2 separate regions of the Mus musculus genome follow, and region 1 is linked to region 2. Evidence: chromatin contacts called from public Hi-C data. All regions are on one chromosome and are shown on one strand. The core of a region is the stretch at or near the end of the contact, and the rest is flanking DNA. Distances in the headings are between cores, read along the strand shown. Region 1 overlaps Idh2 (isocitrate dehydrogenase 2 (NADP+), mitochondrial). Region 2 has its middle 26 kb from the start of Zfp710.

Region 1 (6,783 bases), core at 3,729-6,228, 100 kb after region 2:
GTAAAAAAATGTCCCCTAGAAAGGCCACCAGAGAGGGGCTGTGAGGCCCACCCTCTGCCATGTACAGAGTACCCACTGGAGCTGAGTAGTGTCCACCCCTACTGCTTGCCCAGAGCTCTGTCCAGGTTGCTCTTAATGGTGTCCAGGAAGTCTGTGGTGTTCAGGAAGTGCTCGTTCAGCTTCACACTGCCGAGAGAACATCAGGGGAGACTCAGGCCTCCTGGAGGCCATCAACCAAGCCATTCCCAGGCTCATTAGACCTCAGGCCACCAGGCCCAGGTCCAAGTTTGCTAGTAGCCCACTGCTAGAGGGTCACAATAAATTTGGCAGAAAGTTTAAAGTAACAAGCTACCGGGCACAGGCCTCATAAAAGAAGCTGGGGAAAGGTTTAAGGAGGAGAGCAGAGGAACTAAGCAACTGCCAGAGGGCACCAACTCAGACCTGGTCAAGGAAGGCTTGGCCTGAGCCATTTCTCAGGACTTGTCCTGCCCCAGACCCCAGGCAGCTCTACCCACTCATGAGAGAGACTCTTGGGGGGGGGGGGTTCCCCCTGGCTTCCTCCCACCTGCTGGGGTCTCAAGCCCTGTTTCCCAAAGCACACACTTGCTGAGGCCATGGATACAGCCAGCCAGGTCCTTGGTCATCGCTCCGCTCTCCACAGTCTGCACGCACACCTTCTCCAGCGTCTGTGCAAACCTGCGGGGGATGCGGCAGAGTGAGGCCCCGGCATGCTGGGCAGAACTGTGGGCTGCACCTGCTCAAGCCCTCCCCATGAGCTCACCTGATAAGGTCCTGGTTCCCATCCAGCTTCCCACGATGCTCCAGACCCCGTGTCCAGGCAAAGATGCTGGCAATAGGGTTGGTACTGGTGGGCCGGCCCTGGGGACAGGCCACAGGATCAGCTGAGCACCAGACACAGCTATCTACCTCCAGACCGGCAGACCGGGTTCATCCTCCCGGTCATCAGGGCCAGTGGGCTATGGACCTTGAAATGCACACATTTACCTTCTGGTGTTCTCGGTAATGGCGGGTGACTGTCCCATGAGCAGCCTCAGCCTCAATTGTCTTCCCATCAGGGCAGACCAGCACAGATGTCATCAGGCCGAGGGAGCCAAAGCCTGGCGGGGAGGGACAGATCTCTCCTCAGAGCCATGCTTCAGCTCAGAACCCTTCAGCTTAGACTCCACGCCACTGTCACCTCTGTGTGTTCCCTTTCCAGACCCCATAGCCTGAGGCGGTCAGTCTGAAGCCCCCTGGAAGGCCATTTCAGGAAGAAATAAGCCGCCATCAGCAATTTTGCAAGCCTCCCTGTTTCTGACACTGTTAGCCCCTTTATTTCAAATGTCCCCAAATCCAGACTTCAGCTGGAATGGGTCTGTTGTCAAGGACTCTGGAGAATCAAAAAACTCCCCCAGACCCACAAAGAATGTGAAGGCCAGAGAAGAGAAAATGTGGGGAACTTCCATAAGAAAAAGATCCAGCTTGCTTGTGTTCTGAGGTTTTCTTTTTTATTTGTTTGTTCGTTCGTTTGTTTGTTTGTTTGTTTTGTGTAGGGGATGGTGCACATGGGCCAGTGTTACATGTAGAGGTCAGAGGACAGCTTTGCAAGAGTGCTTTCTCCACCATGTAGATTCTGGGGATGAGACTCAAGCTGTCAATCTCCATGGCAAGTGCCTTTACCACTGAGCCATCTCAACGGCCCCTTTTTCTGTTTATTTTTATTTGGCCTGGAACTCACTATGTAACCCAAGCCGGCCTCAAATGATAGCAGTCTGCTTCCCTCAATCCCCTGAGTGCTGAGATTCCAAATGTGAGCCACCTGAGCTCAGCACCCTGCACGCCTGTCTCTGTCACAGCAGTCACAGGGTTGGAGACAGGCCGATCCCTTGGTACAAGACAAGACAGCTGATGGTGATCCCACCCAGCCAGCTAGTCTACCCTGTCTCAAAATAAGGCAGAGGGAAAACAAGACAGCGCGGCTGGTAAAGGTTCCTGCCACCAAGCCTGACAACCTGAGTTCAATCTCCAGGACCCACATGGTGCAAGGAGTCAACTCATGCAGGGTGCCCTCTGCCCTCCACACGAGTGCTGCACATGCGCACAGGCACAGATAAATAAAGGCCTGTACTTGTAGCTCAGTAGTAGTGCACTCACCTAGCTTTCATGAGGCCGTATATATAATCCCCAGTAGCGCTGGGTAGACAGAAAAAATAAATAATAAACACATAAAATTTTTTTAGAGAGGGTCTATTATGTAAGTCTGGCTGCCTTAAAACTGGCTATGTCCTCAAACACACAGAAATCCAACTGCCTCTCTTTATAATGCTACCATGCTTGGCCTTATATACTAAAGCCAATAATGTAGATTATTATTATACATTAATATAATAATGGAGCATAATAGAAGGCATCTGACATCAACTTCTGGCCTCCATAAGGGATCTCACACACACACTTCCAGAAGACTCTGAGTTCATGCCCACGCTCTTGGGTGTGTCTTACTTTCTTCCCCAGAGCCTCTCTTTCACGTAACCCTTGTGCTTACACAATCATACTGGAATCTTTTAATTAAAAAAAAAAATCGCTGGATAGTGATGCATGCTTTTAATCCCAGCACTCAGGAGGCAGAGGCAGGCGGCTCTCTGAGTTTGAGACCAGCCTGGTCTACAGAATGAGTTCCAGGATAGCCAGGGCTACACAGAGAAACCCTGTCTTGAAAAAACAACAACAAAAAAAGTCATTCCAGTCATGGAATTCCAACAGTTTCCCCCCTCCGGGAGCGGTACCTTGAGCCAGGATGTCAGACTGCACGTCTCCATCATAGTTTTTGCAAGCCCACACAAAGCCACCGGAAGACTTGAGCACCTGGGCCACCATGTCGTCGATGAGCCGATGTTCATACCAGATCTTATTCTTGTCGAAGTCAGTCTTATAGTGCCTGGGGGCAAAAGGGCTTGTCTCAGGGAGAGGGCAGGGGGTTGGCAGGTTAAAGACCCCTCCCTGAAACTCACAACTGAACCAAGCGCACACTAGGAAAGCAACCTCCCCAGGTGAAGTAGGAATGGCGCAAGGAAGCCGGGGGGCTGTGGTGCCCCCAGGAAGCATCAGAGGTTGTTACTTGTCAAAGATCTCCTGGAAGATGTCCTTGAAACGCCCGTCATAGGCCTTCAGAATGGTGTTCTTGGTGCTCAAGTAGAGCGGCCATTTCTTCTGGATAGAGTACTGGAAGCAGCTGTGCGCGAAGCCCGAAATGGACTGTGGGGAGAGCGGGCATAGCATGGCCCCCAGGCTGAAAACTGCCACTCTGCCATGGTCCCAGGGCCAGGGCCAGGGCCAGCAGCACCTCCATAAGACTCCTGGACTCCTGTTACCACGGAATGCTTGGCCAATCTTCTCCCACCAGACTTCTGGGAGCACAGACCCCTGCTGCCAACTTTACTTCGAACAGCTCTACCTAATAATTCCTAGACCTTATAGCTGGTACAGGCTTGTTTAAGCCGCCTACTGCTAGGTCTGATTGATCACCTGTCTCCAACTTATGCAATCAGAGCCCTTCCTCCCTGGCCATCAGTGATTGGCTCAAAGGCGGTCACATGACCCATCCTGGTCCAGGCAAGGAGGCGCTCTTTTCTGACCTCGTGGTCTCTTCTACCTCTTCCTGGCATGAGAATGAGGCCAACAGAAGCAAGGATAACAAACTAGGCAGAGATAGAGATAGAAATGGGCTGGAGAGGAGGATGGCCAGGGCCTTACCTCGTCGGTGTTGTACATCCCCATCCCAACGCCTCCGGCAGGGAAGTTATACACCTCCCACTCCTTGGCACTGCTGCCATCCTTTGGGGTGAAGACCAACTTGAACGTGCCAGCTCGATCTACCACAAAATCTGTGGCCTTGTACTGCAGAAAGGAGAGGCAGTTCAAGCCAAGGCTTCCTGTGGGGAGCATGAGTCCACAGACCGTGTCTCCCAAGCCTGGCCTACCTGGTCGCCATGGGCGTGCCTGCCAATGGTGATGGGCTTGGTCCAGCCAGGGACAAGGCGGGGGATGTTTTTGCAGATGATTGGCTCTCTGAAGACGGTTCCCCCAAGGATGTTCCGGATCGTTCCGTTAGGGCTCTTCCACATTTTCTTCAGCTTGAACTCTGTGAGAACAGAGGTACAATAGACCCACCACAGCCCTACCTCTCAAACCATACGGGGGCCCCAGAAGTCATCCCGGAGGAGGGAGAAGAGTCTAGACTCTAGAGCAGTAGTTCTCAACCTGGGGGTTGAACAATCCTTTCACAGGGGTCTCCTAAGATCATCAGAAAACACAGTTACTGACATTACGATCATAACAGTAGCAAAATAACGAAATAGCAACGAAAATAATTTTATGGTTGGGGATCCGCAACATGAGGAACTGTATTAAAGGGTCTCGGCAGTAGGAAGACTGAGAGCCATTGTCGCAGAGTTTAAATTCATGGCCTCTGGAACCTTGCATCTCTGACTGTGAGGCTTACACCATGCTTTAACCAGAGCTGTGAATTGAAATAACCAATAAAATGCCAACCATGCTGGGTTGTCAATAAATACGTTATCTGTAAAGTGCCCAGAATAGTACCTGGCTGCCGTTTTTACCAGGTCCACATGGAAGTTGCTTAGTGATGAGAAAGGGCAGCTTCCCTCCACCCTATCCTGCTCAAGACACTAAGACCTTGTCCATAAAAGAATGAGCTATAAACCCCAGCACTGCACCGGAGATGTAGCTCAGTGGCACAGTGCTTGCCAAGGCGATGAACTCAGGACTAAAACTGATCCCCCAGTGTGCTACAGGTCTGGAGCTGCCAGCGTGTCTTGGGTTTTCCTTTGTTACCGGCTCGCAGTGCTGGGGATTGAACCCAGGGCCTTATGCATGCTAGGCAAGGACTCTGTCCCTGAGCTGCACCCTCCGCTCTGAAGAGCAACTGGAAGGCGAGTCTCTAGCTTCCTCATGCTGCAGAAATTAGGAAGGAAACGTCCTAAAGCACAGTCATCTATTGTTTTTGAAGCTTGAGGACAATGTTATTAGTTTAAGAGAAAAAGAAGAGAGGCAAGCTGTAAATCTCAGCAGCTGCCAGGAGAAAGGAGATGGAGAGAGGAAGAGAAAAGGCCACACTGTGTGCAGTGGGGGTAATCAAGCAGCCACATGGCAAAAGAGTGGGAGTCTTCAGAAGATGCTGACGGTTCCAGGGAAAGCAAGTTTAGCCTTTAGCCAACATTACAGCATCACTGATGCCCACTGTCCTGCAGCTTCTGCCCAGCCTCTGGATACCAGCCCACCCAAAAGACCAAGAGGCCAGAAGGCCAGGCTGTTAAAGACCTTCACTACTATGAGAGCAGCAGAACTGTCTCCTTCCTCCCTGTAACTGCTGAGGCCTCTTGCTGCTGTAAGCCATACGGCATGGCAAGCATACCGTAACCTTCCTGCTTCTAGGAGACCTAAAGCCTGGCCTGGCCGTGGAAATGAGGCTGGTCCCTAATCTCACCTCCCCAAGGCACATCCTAGTGACGTCACAGGCCCTGCTGCATGCCAGGCTTTCTCAGAGACTGGGCTGACTCGTGGTCTCCATCATCAGCCTCGGAGAAGCGCAGCTCTGGACGCTTCCATCTCCCGGTCCCATAATGAGTGACATAGCCAATTGCTTCCCTCTGAGCATGATAGCCTGTGACCCTCCCATTCGCTGTGACCCCACCACACATCATACCTTCCACACGGGCCTCATCAGGGGTGATTGTGGCACACTTGACAGCCACACTGTACTTCTGGGTGGCCAGAGCAGAGTCAATGGTGACCTGGTCATTGGTCTGGTCACGGTTTGGAAGCCCAAGGTCAAAATACTTGAGCTGAACATCCACGTGAGGCAGGATGAGCTAGGGAAGAAGGCCAGAGTAAAGTGTCAAGCCAGACGACTGTCTTGGGCAGGGTGCCATGGACAGACAAGGTGACAGCCTGGAGCCACACAGTTAAGATTCCGTCTGTGACTGGAGAGATGGCTAGGCAGTTAAGTATGCTGCTCCTGCAGAGGGCCCAAGTTCAATTCCTAGAACCTACATTAGGTGACCACCTGTAACTTCAGCTCCACAGAATCTGCCTCCTCTGGAACGAACATTCATGTGCATACCCACACATAGGCACACACATGCACATAATAAAAAATAAAGCTTTGTTGTTGTTGTTGTTGTTGATGATGATGATGAGGGGGGTCTCACTGTGTAGTCTTGGTTGTCCTGGAACTCAGAGAGATCCACCCGCCTATGCCTCGTGAAGACATGCACCACCATGCCCACTACATGTATGTCTGTTTTGCTTGCATGTATGTCTGTGCATATGCATGCCTGGTGCCTGTGAATAGAGAAGAATGTATTAGACAGTTGTGATCCGCCATGTGGGTGCTGGGAATCAAACTTGGGTCTTCTGCAAGAACGAGTGCTGTGCCATCTCTCCAGCCCTGCTAAAATATTTAAAAAAAAAAAAAAAAAAAGCTAAGTGGTTGTGGCTTATACCTTTAATCCCAGCACTTGGGAGGCAGAGGCAGATGGATCTCTATGAGTGTGAGGACAGCCTGGTCTACAGAGTGAGTTCCAGGACAGCCAGAGCTACCCAGAGAAAGCCTGTCTCAAAAAAACAATCAAACAGAAAATCAAAACCAACCAACCCAACAAACAAACAAAAGCCCTGTCTCACAGCTAAGTTTGGTAACACATGCTGTAATTGCTGCACTCAGGAATCTGAAACAGAGGACCACTATGAGTTTGGGGCCAG
Region 2 (7,724 bases), core at 487-2,986:
GGTTGCTGGGATTTGAACTCAGGACTTTCGGAAGAGCAGTCAGTGCTCTTACCCACTAAGCCATCTCGCCAGCCCAATAAAAGGGTTTTTTAAGGTAAAGCTGTTTTGTTATATTTATAAAGAGCTAGCCAAGCATGTTGGCTCACACCAACATTCAAGTGGCAGAAACAGAAGATTTCTGTGAGTTCAAGGACAGCCTGGTCTACAGAGCAGATTCTAGGCCAGCAAGGGCTACATAGTGAGACCATGTCAAAAACGGGGTAGGGGCAGCTAGCCCAGTCCCCTCACTGTGTTCTGGCTTCTTGTCATTCGATGAAATCAATCTTTCCCTCCTGTTAACGTTTCTTCCTTGATGCGGTTTGTCTTCGGTGCCATCTGTCATATTGTGACCGTCTTTTTGTTATGTTTTGTTTTTTGTTTTTTGACCCAGGGTTTCTTTGTATAGCCCTGGCTGTCCTGGAACTCACTCTGTAGACCAGGCAGGCCTCGAACTCAGAGATCCGCCTGCCTCTGCCTCTCAAGTGCTGGGGTTAAAGGCGTGCGCCACCACACCCGGCTTACATTGTGACAGTCTTGCTACATGCCTGGAATGCTCTCTGTAAACCAGACTAGCCTGAATATGTGTAGCAACCCTCCTTTCTGTGCTTCCTGAGTTGCTGGGATGTCACATATGGCAAACCTCTTTTCTTTAAAAAGTACCCAGCCGTCAGGTGTGGTGGCACACACCTTTAATCCCAGCACTTGGGAGGCAGAGGCAGGCGGATTTCTGAGTTCGAGGCCAGCCTGGTCTACAAAGTGAGTTCCAGGACAGCCAGGGCTACACAGAGAAACCCTGTCTCGAAAAAAAAAAAAAGTACCCAGCCTTGAGCATTTTGTTGTGTCAATACAAAACAATTAGGAAGATGTCTCAGCTGGAACTAAAAGGAATTTCTGAGGCCCTCAAGCGTGATGGCTAGAACTCAGCTCTTCTCAGACTAGTGGGACTAGATCACAGAGAATAGCAGTCTGTGCTTAAAGACGCCAAGGTGAGGTCACTCTGTGTCTTCTTCCTCCACAGCACTGTAGAGTTCCCGAGATCCTTTCTTCCTCTTTCCTGTTTCCTCTTCCTCTTCTCTCACCATAAGTAAAATCCCCATCTAAGTAACACACCAACTTTGTCCACATAAAGATAAGAGCAGCCTCACTCCAGTTGTGCTGCTGTCTTTTGCAGAGCCTGCCCAGGGTAAGGTGTCCTCATCTCTTACTGCACTTCCAACAACAAATGTAGCAGGCAGGAGCCTCTGTGCACTCATTGTACCACACAAGTCTTTTTGTTGTTGTTTTGTTTTGGATTTTTTTGGTTTTTTTCCAAGACAGGGTTTCTCTTGTCTGGCTGTCCTGGAACTCACTCTGTCGACCAAGCTGGCCTCAAACTCAGAAATCTGCCTGCCTCTGCCTCCCAAGTGCTGGGGTTAAAGGCGTGTGCCAACACTGCCTGGCTACCACACACAAGTCTTAGAGTTGGTCTCCATGTGCCCATTTTACAGATGAGGTAGCAAAGATTCAGAAGGTTGCTCATGGCTCTCTGCCTGAATTTTCCAGTCAGTTCCACTTAAAGAGTAGGCTGTTCCTTTTCTTTGTGTGTCTTAGTTAATTTTGTATTGCTATAATAAAACACCATGACCAAGACAACTTATAAAAGAAAGTGTTTCATCGGGTTTATAGTTCCAAAGGGTTAAAGTCCATGATGCTGGAGCAAAGGCTGAGATGGCAGCAGGAACAGCAGGAGAGAGCTCACATGGCAGGCAGTGAGCCACAGTCAGCAGTCAAGAGAGCACTTGCTCTAAATGTCTTGGATCTGTTGGCTTTGTTTGGTTTTGTGGGGGCAAGGGTGTTTTGTTTGCTTCCTTCCTTGCTTGCTTGTTTGTTTTGAGATAGGGTTTCTCTGTGTAGTGCTGGCTGTCCTGGAAGACTCTGTAGACCAGACTGACCTCAAACTCACAAAGATCCGCCTGTCTCTGCCTCCCAAGTGCTGGGATTAAAGGTGTACACCACCACCACCACCAGCAGCAGCCAGCTGGTATGAGTCTTTTGAAACCCCAAAGCTTCCCCCCTAGTGACTTGGAGCCACCAGCTAAAGACCAAGTATTTCAAGATATGAGGGCTGGCAAGATGGCTTAGTGGGTAAAAGCACTGACTACTCTTCTGAAGGTCCTGAGTTCAAATCCCAGCAACCACCCAAAATGAGATCTGACACCCTCTTCTGGTGTGTCTGAAGTCAGCTACAATGTACTTACATATAATAATAAATAAATCTTTGGGCCTGAGCGAGTGGGGCCGACCAGAGCAAGCAGAGGTCCTAAAAATTCAATTCCCAACAATCACATGAAGGTTCACAACCATCTGTACAGTTACAGTATGTGTATTCACATACTCACATACATAAAAATAAATAAATATTCGAGGCCAGCCTGGTCCACAGAGTGAGTTCCAGGACAGCCAGAGCTATTCAGAGAAACCCTGTCTCAAAAAAAACCAAAATAAATAAATAAATCTTTAAAGATATGAGCCTTTGAGAACCTTTCTCACTGAAACTACAAGTGTGTGTGTGTGTGTGTGTGTGTGTGTGTCTGTGTGTGTCTGTGTATGTGTGTCTGTCTGTCTGTCTGGTGTTTGTACACATGAGCAGTGGCTTGCTTACACCTGTGCATATGTACAGAGACAGAGAAGGCCATCAGGTGTCCTGCACTGTTATTCCCTGCCTTATTTATTCCCTTGAGACAGGTTCTCTTAATGAACCTGGAGCTAGGCTAGCAGTAAGCAAGTGCCCCACCCCCACAGCTTTTTAAAAATGTAAATGTTTTGCCTGCAAGTATGTAAGGGCACCCTATGTGCACAGAGCCAGAGGACACCAGAAAAGGCTGTCAGAAACCAAAGTTAGAGGTGGTTATGAGCAATTGTGTGACCAAACCTGGACTGGTGATGTTGGCTGCTATAAGGAAGCAAACCAGGCAAACCCTAAAGAGCAAGCCTGTGAGCAGAACTCCTCTGTAGCTGGCTTGGGCTGCTTTGTGGGTTCTTCTTTCTTCCACCCTTCTAACCCCCTAATACTAGATAAGAGAAAAAGAGAAAGGAAAGGAAAGAGATCCCTGAACAAAGTCAGAGTCAGAAAGGGGTCAATTAGCCAGGCAGTGGTGGCGCATGCCTTTAACCCCAGCAAGGAGGGAGGCAGAGGCAGGCGGATTTCTGAGTTCGAGGCCAGCCTGGTCTACAGAATGAGTTCCAGAACAGCCAGAGCTACACAGAGAAACCCTGTCTCGAAAAAAAAGAAAAAAGAAAAGGAAAGAAAGGGGGCAACTTTATCCTTAGACTACTTCCTGCTGATGAGGGGTGTGGCGCTCCAGGCAAGTTGATCTTTGACATCAGGATATCTAATTTCTTCCTGTTGTGGTTTCTTCTTGCGCATGGCTACTTAACAAGCCATGACCAACCATGACCCACAACAACCAACTAACACCCCGTCACACACACAAATGACCAACACACTCACCTATCCTTGGGGCCCTAGCTTTTATATATTCTCTGAAAAGTCCCGAGAATCCCAGACTTCACACAATCGCAAAAACTATCCACAGCTGGCAAAATCACACCCCTGCCAGAGCACGAGGTAAATCATAATCAGCTGCTGTGGACAATCTGAAGCAGCCCCGTATCCCACGCCTGGGATTAAAATGAAAACATATTCTTATAATATTTCTGTGTTTTGTAAAGAAACCAAAATTCCAAAGTGCTTACTACACCCCCTCCTCCATGGTCTCTGGTTCAGTTCCTGCCTCTAGGTTCCTACCCTGACTTCCTTGGATGATGGACTACAGGCCATAAGCGAAAACAAGTTCTTTCTTCCCCAAGCTGCTTTTGTTCACGGTGTTTTATCACAGCAATGGGAACCCTCAGTATGACCTTCATTCAGTCCCCACAAAGTACTTTATGAAGTGGGCCCTGCTCTCCCATTTGCCAGAGGAGAAAACTGAGGCTCCAGAGACGTAGGACCTTGTCCCAGCACACAGCTGGAGTATCAGGGAGATGATACCCAGATCTAGCTGACTCCTGGGTCTAGACCTTTGATCACCTCCCTACCTTGACAGCTGGGTTGACTGTTCAAGAAGCTGGTTGACTTCTGTTTCGGGAGGCAGGACGGGTTCTGGTCTGCTTGGCCTGGCTCCCTAGGCTCCGTGTTTCTGCCTGAGGCTGTCTTTGCTTCCCTGCAGAACTGTCTGGGTTTCAGGATGGAAGCCAGTTGACAGCTCCTTCTCGAGTGTCTGCTGGAACCCCGGGAACATATGTGGCACGTCTATTTGGAGGCACAGAGGAGACTAGAGCTCAGACTATTTCAAAACAGTTTCTTTCTCTTCAGTGAGATGCATGCAAAGCACTCATCTTCCAAAGAGGAAGAGGAGACAGAGCATAAAGTCAACACGGGGACCCACAAATTGGCCGTGGGGCTCCCTCAGGTAGGAGCATGTGGATGCTAGAGAGGGAAAACCAGGGAAAGATCTTGAGATTGCAAGCAACAGAAAACCCAAGCCAAACTAGCTAAAGCAAGAACACATACTGATTAACAGAGTGGAAAACCCGGGAGCAGATCCACCTTCAGGTGTAGCTTGATCAAGAGGTCAAGGAAGCTCCAAGTCTCTACCTTCTCAGTTCTGCCTTCTCTTTTAAAACAAGATGGCTGCTGTATTAAGTTCTATTTCATCAAGTGACCCAAACACCTGACACAGCATCTCCAAGGAGGAGCCTTGTTTGGGCTCATAGATTCAGAGGGTTCTATCTATGGATGCTTGGGGAAAGCACCAACCCCACCCCCATCCGCATCCCACCCCTGCTGCCAAAGGGACGGCTCACTTCCTTTGGGGTAGGGTTCTCATTTTCAGGTTTCCAGAACCTCCTAAAACAGCGCCACAAGCTAGGGACCAAGTATTCAACATATGAGCCTGGAGGGATATTTCATAATTAAGCTTTATCTCCTCTTAGGAAAAAAGAGCATGTGTTCCCAATAAGCGAGCTTCACTGGCTCTAAGTGGCTCAATATGAACCAGGAACATGTGATGTCAGCTAAACATGTAAGCACATGCATGTGGTCCCAGCGCTTGGGAGGTGGGGAACCAGGCATTCAGGGTCATCTGTGGGGTTTAAGGCCAGGCTGGGCTATATGAGACCTTATCTCAAAAGAGAGAGGGGGAAGGAAGAGGAGGAGGAGGGAGAAGGAGAAGAGGGGAGGGGAGGGGAGGGGAGGGGAGGGGAGGGGAGGGGAGGGGAGAGGGGAGGGGAGGGGAGGGGAGGGGAGGGAGGGACAAAAAGAAAAGAAAATGTGGCTCTTTTAATCTGGGTACCTATGGCACCAGTGTCACAGGCTTGGGGAGGGGGGGCAAATGAAGGGACTTGTTCTCAGACAGTAGTGAGATACCTTACAAGAAGCAGGATCAGCCAGGCCCGAGAAGACAGTTCTGGAACTCTGGCTACTTGAGAGGCTGAGGCAGGAGGATCACAAGTTAAAGGCCTGCCTGAACAGAATGAGTTCAAGGCTAGTCTGGTCAACTTATCAAACCCTATCTCAAAATAAAAAGTGAAAAGAGGCCTGGGGTTGTAGGCCAGTGGAAGAGTGCTTGCCTAGCGTGAGGCTGTAGGTTCGTTTCTCTCTCACCTGCCTTCCTACATCAGACATGCCCACAGCAGCAGAAAGGATGCAGGGTGGGGTGTGAGAGATTGAAGATGAGAATGGGGGAACAAGGAGAGACAAAGAAGGCTGGAGGAAGGCATGTAACAGGAAGGACTCCACATGGGATTAAAAGAAAAGTGACCAGGGGCTACAGAGATGGCTCCATGGCTAAGAGCACTGGCTACTCTTCCAGACGTCACAGGTTCAATTCCCAGCACCCACATGGCAGCTCACAACTATCTGTTAACTCCAGTTCCATGGAATCTGACACTCTCACACAGACATATGTTCATAAAAGTGAATAAATCTTTTTTTTAAAAAAAGCAAAATGACAAATAGGTTCTAGAGAGGGTACACTCAAAAATTTCACTTGTTAATCTATTTGGAAGTCAATACAGTTTACCTGAGTGTGGTGGGGGTGGAGAGAGGAGGCAGGTTTTCATTGTAAATATTGCAGGCTAGTCTGAAGAAATATTATTTCATCTGCAATATAGTAGAGATACTAGATATTTGCAATGAAAAATAGAAATCAAAATGTACTAGGCCGGGTGACACGTCACAAAGCCACTGGGTGGGCAAGCTTGTCTGTATTGGTTTGGAACGCTGGTGCTCCAGAGAAAGCAAGCTTAATTAACGAGCACGGGCTGGCAGATGGAGGCTCCGGTGGGGACCTGGAGGGGGCTTCGGAGCATTTCCAAGGCCTCAGAGTTTGACAGCAGGCCTCTCCATTATGTAGAATTTTCCTTCCTATGTTGTGGTTTCCCTTTCTCTTGGTAGAGATGAATCTAGAGCGTTCCTTCCTCATGTCTTCTCTTCACAGATGCACAAAGGAGATGGTGACTCTTTGCCACCTCACCGTGACTCCTGTCATCGTGACTCACAAATGCCATCCCTGGAAGGGAGAGGAGGGTAGGAGGCTGTCCCACAGCTCCTGAGCTAAAAGTGGATTCCTAGGTGGCAGGAGAGGGGCAGAGGTCCAGGAGAGCTTTGTGGATCATGAATTGGCCAGATGGAAAGTGTTGTTTTTTTCAGGGGAATGGCCCGTTGTCTCCCTGAGGAAGCTGTAATGCCCTCCTGATGTAAAAGATGTCCACCTGGGCAGTGAGGGTGCACAGCTTTAATCTCAGCACTTGGGAGGTAGACCAGACAGATCTCTGTGAGTTCAAGGTCAGCCTGGTCTTCAAAGAGAGTTCCAGGACTACACAGAGAAACCTTGTCTTGAACACCACCCCTCCCCTGCCAAAAAAGACCCCCCCAAATCAAAACCCAATCAAAGGGGGGTGATAATAGGGGTATTAGTTTAATAGTAGGTCACTCGCTTATCATATTCAAGGCCCTATCTAGATTCGCAGTGTTTTAAAAAAGAAAAAGAGGGGCTGGAGAGAGAGCTCAGTGGTTAAGAACACTGACTGCTCTCCAGGAAGACCGAGTTCAATTCCCAGCACTCCCAAAGCAGCTCACAGCGATCTGTAACTCCAAGATCTGACACCCTCCCCTAGACATACAAGCAGGCAAAACACCAATGCACATAAAATATAAATAAACCAACCAACCAACCAACAAACAAACAAAAAGAGGGGCTGGAGAGATGGCTCCGTGATTAAGAACATTGACTGCAGCCGGGCGTGGTGGCACATGCCTTTAATCCCAGCACTCGGGAGGCAGAGGCAGGTGGATTTCTGAGTTCAAGGCTAGCCTGGTCTACAAAGTGAGTTCCAGGACAGCCAGGGCTATACAGAGAAACCCTGTCTCGAAAAACAAAACAAAAAAAAGAACATTGACTGCTCTTCCAGAGAGGTCCCGAGTTTAATTCCCAGGAACCATATGGCGGCTCACAACCATCAGTAATGGGATCCAATTCCCTCTTTTGGTGTGTGTCTGAAGACAGTAACAGCAACAGTATACTCACATACATGAAATAAATAAATCTTTAAAAGAATGAAATAAAAAAAAAAAAGAAAACAGAAAGTGGGGGTGAGCTTTGATCTAGAAAGAAGTTATTTACACTTACATTTAGTCAAAACAC

What was found. Hi-C and Micro-C count contacts between places; a contact is called where the count stands out from the background.
Region 1: a Hi-C map of bone marrow-derived macrophages shows a contact between it and region 2, with 58 read pairs. The contact joins two enhancer-like sites. A contact is called at or near these places in 1 of 39 promoter capture datasets (embryonic stem cells), 1 of 15 datasets of contacts at CTCF or cohesin (the NIH/3T3 cell line), 40 of 484 Hi-C or Micro-C datasets (B cells, the Ba/F3 cell line, the C10 cell line and 14 more), 10 of 115 datasets of contacts at active chromatin or transcription factors (the HPC-7 cell line, bone marrow-derived dendritic cells, embryonic stem cells and 1 more) and 4 of 9 other capture datasets (adipose tissue, embryonic stem cells, liver and 1 more).

What each region holds. Positions count from the first base shown.
Region 1 is chr7:80,095,018-80,101,800 of GRCm38.p6, forward strand. It overlaps Idh2 (isocitrate dehydrogenase 2 (NADP+), mitochondrial), which reads right to left. Exons shown (of 11, transcript NM_173011.2): 3 at 5,726-5,891; 4 at 3,981-4,141; 5 at 3,754-3,897; 6 at 3,119-3,255; 7 at 2,787-2,938; 8 at 1,006-1,118; 9 at 782-879; 10 at 604-696; 11 at 1-186. The coding sequence ends at 99. Among named protein-coding and RNA genes, the nearest start is that of Idh2, 17 kb to the right of the region's middle. Within about 2 kb of position 4,979, at least 6 of the 459 cell types and tissues checked have an H3K27ac peak or open chromatin away from gene starts, as enhancers often do. A contact at or near this core is called in bone marrow-derived macrophages, where this site is marked.
Region 2 is chr7:79,996,220-80,003,943 of GRCm38.p6, forward strand. No RefSeq gene overlaps it. Among named protein-coding and RNA genes, the nearest start is that of Zfp710, 26 kb to the right of the region's middle. Within about 2 kb of position 1,737, at least 17 of the 459 cell types and tissues checked have an H3K27ac peak or open chromatin away from gene starts, as enhancers often do. A contact at or near this core is called in bone marrow-derived macrophages, where this site is marked.